2 separate regions of the Mus musculus genome follow, and region 1 is linked to region 2. Evidence: chromatin contacts called from public HiChIP or PLAC-seq data. All regions are on one chromosome and are shown on one strand. The core of a region is the stretch at or near the end of the contact, and the rest is flanking DNA. Distances in the headings are between cores, read along the strand shown.

The links. HiChIP or PLAC-seq counts read pairs in DNA pulled down with a chosen protein or histone mark.
Region 1: a contact with region 2 is called in a FOXA1 HiChIP or PLAC-seq map of pancreatic cancer cells. The contact joins the promoter of Ttll7 here to the enhancer-like site in region 2. A contact is called at or near these places in 11 of 39 promoter capture datasets (the 3T3-L1 cell line, the C10 cell line, cranial neural crest and 6 more), 1 of 15 datasets of contacts at CTCF or cohesin (stem cell-derived epiblast-like cells), 1 of 484 Hi-C or Micro-C datasets (embryonic stem cells), 4 of 115 datasets of contacts at active chromatin or transcription factors (embryonic hindbrain, fetal liver, pancreatic cancer cells and 1 more) and 1 of 9 other capture datasets (macrophages).

What each region holds. Positions count from the first base shown.
Region 1 is chr3:146,851,061-146,854,376 of GRCm38.p6, reverse strand. It overlaps Ttll7 (tubulin tyrosine ligase-like family, member 7), which reads right to left and starts at 2,010. Exons shown (of 21, transcript NM_001357217.1): 1 at 1,788-2,010.
Region 2 is chr3:146,543,547-146,547,090 of GRCm38.p6, reverse strand. No RefSeq gene overlaps it. Among named protein-coding and RNA genes, the nearest start is that of Rpf1, 24 kb to the right of the region's middle. Within about 2 kb of position 2,085, at least 15 of the 459 cell types and tissues checked have an H3K27ac peak or open chromatin away from gene starts, as enhancers often do. A contact at or near this core is called in pancreatic cancer cells, where this site is marked.

The DNA of each region.
Region 1 (3,316 bases), core at 761-3,260, 310 kb before region 2:
CATTCTAGAAATCACAAGACCACACACAGGGCCCAGCTTCTCTTACAGGTTTTGTCTGAACAGCAAATATAAATCTTTGTCCCCACGTTATGTCCTTACTTAGGCCATGGGCTTTAGTCTATTAATATCCCCTTTAACCAACAAAACAAAAACAAAAACTCTCCAGATCAATTGGTCCAGTGCTTTATAAGTGATGGACTAAATGGCTGTGTTCTTGTGTGCCATCAAACACTCTGCCAGGACTTGGAAATCCATACCATCTGTACATTAGCAATCTGACACCGGCGACATCGGCAAGAGTCACACATCTTAAAGAGATAATCCATAAATCATAAATGAAATCAGGTCAAAGGACCTGCCCGAGGAGAAGGAGAGACCTGGTGTCCACTATTTTTGCAGAAGGAGCATACAAGGTCAGTATGATTGTTGACTCTGGAGGGCAGAGCATCAACTAACAAAAGCACTTCCCACTGTTCATGACTCCATCCTACTGTAACACATACATGTTTTATTTAGTAAGAGAAGCAAGCACTTAAGAGTAAGTGCCTGTTCGGATGCTAGCACTTACCAGATGACCTCAAACCTTCTCTAGAGTTGAGCTCCTTAACGTATAAACTGTCACCTGCTATGCCAAGTCCCAAAGGTGTGACAAGCCACATAGCATCACTTGAGTCTCGGCTTATTTATCACCCTGCTGTGAGTGATTCAGTCTCGCACCCCATAAGCTAGATCACTGTTCTTCCTTTGAATGTTACCCAAAAACTAAATAGCCATTTCCAGATTGCTTACTGTGCTGCTAATTGATTCTCCCGAGGCTCGAGCATCCAGCATCACCCAAAAGCAGGTTAGGCATCTCAGGCCCAGCTCTCCGACAGAGTATTGTCCAAATATACATTTTTTTTTCTAGATGCTAAGGAAATGGACTTTTTCTGCACAGGGTCGCAGGGCAATGTGCAGAAAGTTTACAGGTTGCTGTCACTAGTGTTTGAGACTACTCCTATGAAAATTAATATTATACTTAATATCTAATAGTGCATAAGTGGACCCAACACTGACTGATACAGTAGACGATCCACGGATGTTGGAGAGAGGGAGATCTGGATTCAAATTCTTGTTCTGTGACCTTGAGATTGTAATTTAAGCTCTCTCTTCCTCACTTTCCAGAACTGGTTCTGAGTTGAAGTGATACAATTATACACACACACACACACACACACACACACACACACACACACACACACACGCCCCTAATATATGATATTACTCATGATTCCTATACATCTTTTCTTTTTTGAATCCGTCAAACCAATGCTGAATATAAGACAAATTCTATAAAAAAAATTTTTCAGTTTGGGGGGATGTTTTGATATCAGATAAAGTGGATGTCTAGTGGGATGAGAAGTGGAGAAAGGAGACGTGTGGGAAAAGAGATCTCACTGACACACTTTCAAGAATACACAACATGCTTTGCTCAAGCAGGTTGACACTGGGGCTGGGGACAGAATATCATGACAGCTCAACCCAGCGGGGGACTGGGAGTTCTGCCCACTTCATCCTGCCAGAGAGAGTCTAGAAACTGAAGTGGGACCCCACAAATAATCCCGACCAGTCCCCTCCTCCTTCTGCCCAAACCACTGGGCGCCAATGATGCTGAATCATGAGCCTGGCAGCAGCCGCCCTCCTCAGCCGCTTCCACCCTGGCAAGTCTCCAGGACAGGCACTGGAGGGAATGGGCGCAGCGACCTGGGGTGTGGAGGAGAGGGGCGGGGGCAAGGGCAGGTACTCACAGCTGAGGCACCTCTCTGGCTGGATCCAGTGGCCGGTCTCTTGGTGGCCCACACTCCCCGCCAGCGGCTGGCGGCTCCCCGGTCGGTCCACTCCGCGTGTCGTCTTGGGATCACCTCAGCTCGCCCACCCCCCCGGGGCAGCCGCGGTTCAGAGCTTAGAAGCTCGACCGGACCAGGAGCAGCTGGAGCAGCTGTCGTGCCCAAGGGGGTGGTAGCTACCGATGGGCCAGACCATTTGCCCACTGCGCCCAGGGGTGCGCATCGTGCATGGAGGTACAAGCACCAGGACCTCGAGAGGGCTGGAGACGGGCAGAAGAAACCAAGGAAAAGAAGGGTCCTCTACCCACAACTAGGCCTGAGCGCTAAGGACCTCCTGGACCCATGGCTTCTCATCTAGGTATGCAGAAGAATGAGCTGGGCTTTCCAGGGCACCCCTCACCCCGTCTTATTCTTGGTCCCGCTCAGGGAGCGTTCAGAACGCCTTTAACAGAGGACCTAGCAACGCAAGCTCCAGGGTGCCATCCCCTCCTAAGGGGATGCTAGGGGAGCTGGCCTGACATCTATCTGGGCCACCTCCTTCTTCATCTTGTGACCCAGACCACCAGGTCCCAAGTCCACATGTCAGCTTAACACACAGGAGTGCCTAAGATCTCGCAAAAGGGCTCTTCTGGTCTTTTATTACTATTTAGCTATATTTAGATAATAATAATAGAGTATCAAAAGTCAACCTGAAAGTAAGATCAAGTGAGCGCCCTTGCATCAGGATGTCTGAGGAGCTTAGAGCCCGCTAACAAAATCTCAACACGGAAGTTGGAAAACGTAGATTGAAGGGGTAGACACTTTGGACAGAGCTATGATAAAGTCCAGAAGAAATTCAAGAATAGTTGTGCTTTCTTGTTCATGAGTTCAGTCAGTTTCTGTTCATGATTACTGTCTTGGTAACCCGGAAATAATCGTTATCTCACATGAGATGAACCTCACAGGATAGGGAAAGTTCATAAGCATGAAATTTCTTTGACTTCCACAGTTCGTGCCCAGCCAGACTCACGTACGTTTCCAGAACACAATGGTTAACAACCAACTGTATAGCTCTCCATCTAGAAGAAAATTGGCAGTTACCTATAAAATAAGACTAGGGTGGGGTGTTTTATGTATCCCAAATAAAATGAAATTTCACAACTTAAAGTTACTGTTTCTGGAATAAACTGGCCCCTTGAATAACACCAATTGAGCACTTACATGAACATTACAGTGGAAGTATTTTCAATTCTAGCCTTCACTTGCTACTCTACTCCTATTGAGATCAGTGGGAATGCTGCTGGTTTTCAGATGGGGCTTTAACTGGCGTAGAACAGACGCTGACCATCTGGACTTAACACTGGAGGTGGGGGATGGGGGAAATACACTGTAAACCTTAACATAGCTATCACTGGGACCTGGGTGTGAGTCTGACCCTTGTGAAAACTGGGTTTTATGAAAGAGAAGAGATATTTGGGTATCTAAGATGGATGTCACCCTGGTGTGGAAAA
Region 2 (3,544 bases), core at 836-3,335:
AACAAAAAGCCACTTGAGGAGGAAAGGATTTGCTTGATTATGCTTCCACATCATCGCCCCAGTGTGGAAAGTCGGGGTGGAAATTCAGGCAGGAGCCCGCAGGCAAGAACTGAAGCAGAGCCATAGAGGAACGCTGCCCACTGACTCGCTTTCCAAGGCTTGAGTAGGGCTAGCTTTCTTAAATAACCAAAGGCCATCCACCCAGAGAGGTCCCACCCACCGAGGACGGAGCCCTCATCAATCAAAGGTCAATCATCAATCCAAAAATGTCCCCCATTAGTATGCCCACAGGCTAACCCAATGTAGGTTAATTACTCAGTTGAGGTCTTCTTGTCCCAGTTGACTCTAGTTTGTGTCACGTTGACAAAATATTAGTCAGCACACTATACTTCTTAACCTGGTGATGATTGCTGTAGTGTGTGTCTGGGTTGGTGACTCAGAAAAGAAATGTCAGCATAAAGTAAACTAAGCAACATATTGAAACTCTCATGTTTTTCTCCTGCGCCCTGTATCTCCCACCTTCTGGGCTGCTGATAGTCTACAAAAGTATCTTTTTTGTTGTTGTTTGTTTGTTTGTTTGTTTGTTTGAGACAGGGTTTCTCTGTGTAGCCCTGGCTGTCCTGGAACTCACTCTGTAGACCAGGCTGGCCTTGAACTCAGAAATCCGCCTGCCTCTGCCTCCCATGTGCTTGGATTAAAGGCATGTGCCACCACTGCCTGGCCCAGAAGCCACAAGGCATGCATAGAAAAGAAAGCTACGTGAGCCAATAGTGGTTCATACCTATTCTCCCTTCACCCAGGAGGTTGAGCAAAAGAATCGCCATGAATTCAAGATCAGCATGAACTCTAGTGAGACCTTGTCTTAGAAAAAAAAAAAGAAAAGAAAAGAAAGAAAGAAAGAAAGAAAGAAAGAAAGAAAGAAAGAAAGAAAGAGAGAGAGAGGGAGGAAGAGAGGGAAAGGGAGAGGGAGAGAGAGAGCAAGAGAGAGAGAGAAGGAAGGAAGGAAGGAAGGAAGGAAGGAAGGACAAAGAAGGAAGGGAGGGAGGAAAAAGGGAGGAAGGAAAGATTACTGAATGCCAATCCCTTTCAGGACCCAAAAACCAGCAGCCACAGCAGAAGACTGGCAGCTACACCCTGAACATTCTGGCAAGAAGTAAGGCTTCTGGGCAATTAGTCATGTTCAAACAAAGTGCAATCACTGCTGGCATTTCTGTGACTACAAAGAACCACGTTGGAGCTTGTGGTTCCATTCGGTTCATCTAGCTTAAAGCTCTGTATTCAGTCCTTAGTACCACTGAAATGGGTCAAAGTGGAATATACCGGTAATTCCAGCACTTAGGCTATGGAGGCAGGAGGATAAGAAATTCAAGACCACTTCAGCTACTTAGACATGAGACACACCTGGACTACATGGAGCCCTGCAACTACCGCAACAAAATCCCACTCTGTACCAATGCCACTACCTCAACAAAAACCTATTGTACATTCCCGAGGAAAACATTTAACAATAAATACACACTATCTTTTATAAATAGATATTAAAAATAAAATAGAAAATACCCAAAACAATTGTAAAATTAATACATGACCGCATAGGCAATGTTGTCTTGCTGTTAAACAGCAGAACATTTTGAAATGTTCATTTGTTCCTCTCCATTCTTCATGCCCTTTCATTTAGATTCTGTTTGCATCCTGTCTCCCAGTCCAAGCACATAATTATACATTTACAGCCTCTCAGTAGCCATGGGGTAGGAGGAAGGTGGAAAGCAGCAGAGGCCTAGGTTTAGCATCCATATCCTTCCATGGTCATAAAGATGCGTGGGCACTTTATAGAGATGGTAAGTTTTGATGTCAAACAAAGTGGCATGTTGGTCAACTATAAAGTAAAACAGACTTTCCTAAGTAGAGATTCTATCTGCCCCAACAAGAGGCTGAGAAGACACCTCCACCAGATCCCTGAACCATACAAGTAAGCTTCCCTTCCCCCACCCATCTTCCCTGCTCTCTGAGCCCTCTGGGCCATGCCACGTTGCCCTGAGCAATCTGCTATCCCTGGAGGACCTCCATTCTCCCGCTGCCCCTCCCCCAACCTCCATCAGACCTGAGATTCTTGAACCATACGGGTTAGCTGCCCTTCCCCCACCCATCTATCCTGCTCTGCCTGAGCCCCAACATCTTTCCAGACTGCACCTCCACTTGAACCTGTGGCAGACTGGTGTGCCTGCACCTCCCCCACAAGCTAACTGCCTCAAAGGTGGGCTGCCATAACTAGGAATACAGGTGAGACCCCTGTCCCAATATCTACATCAGCTGGGACCCCCACAGAGCTCAGCAGGTGTGCAATCTTTCCTGCTCTGCCTGAGCCCCATTGTCTTTCTGGTCTTCACCTCCATGAGGTCTATTCTAACCAGGGACACAAGGACACAGGGATACAGGAGGCCTGCTCTAATCATGGACACAGGAAGTCTGGCCTAGCCAGAGACTAGCTGAACCCAAGGAAGCCTGCTCCAACCCAAGTCACACAGCTCTTCCTGCTTCCAAGGAGGCCTGCTCCTATCAGAGATACCCAGACCAGTTAATACCAGAGATAACCAGATAGCAAAAGGCAAATGCAAGAATATAAGCAACAGAAGTCAATGTCATTTGGTATCATCAGAACCCAGTTCTCCTACCACAGTAAGCCTGGATACCCTAACACTCCCGAAGAGCAAGATTCTGACCTAAAATCCCATCTCATGAAGATCATTGAGGCCTTTAAGAATATAAATAACTCTCTTAAGGAAATATAGAAAAACACAGGCAACATAGAAGCCTTTTAAAAGGATACAAATAAGTCCCTTAAAGAAATACAGGAAAATATAATCAAATAAATGAAGAAATTGAACAAAACATAAAATGGAAATAAAAACAAACAGAAATCACAAATGGAGAAACCCTGGATATGGAAAACATAGGAAGGAATACAGCAGCTACAATACAAGAAATGGAAGAGAAAATCTCAGGTGTAGAAGATACCATAGAAGATATTGAGACATCAGTCGAAGAAAATACAAAGTGTAAAAAGTTCCTAACCCAAAACAGCCAAGAAATTTGGGACACATTGAAAAGACCAAACATAAGAATAATAGGCTGAAGCCTTCCTCAGCCTTGAGTAGGCTGGCTCTGACCTTGCTGCCACTGAGAATGAGACCACCTAGAGTGAAGCTTTCTGACCTAGATGGTTCTATTCTGTCACCAGCTTTGTTCTTCTCTGAGACACTGCTACCTGCTGAGAGAGGCCCTTGAGATATACTAGAGACAGCAAGCAATCCAGTAATTTACACCTACTTGCTAAACCAGTTCTTTCAGATAGAGGCTGGTGACAGGCATCAAGAATGGATCTGCAGGAGATGGGCTCTCTGCTTCTATAAGCACAGGTTGTTAGTAAACTTTGGGTCTTTGATCAGAAACCGGTCTTGGCCTTGTCTTTTCTCCCCATCTATTCTCTTTTAGCCCCAGCCTGCCTTTCAGGAGTACCCAGTTTGTGTGGCCACCTGTGATCACA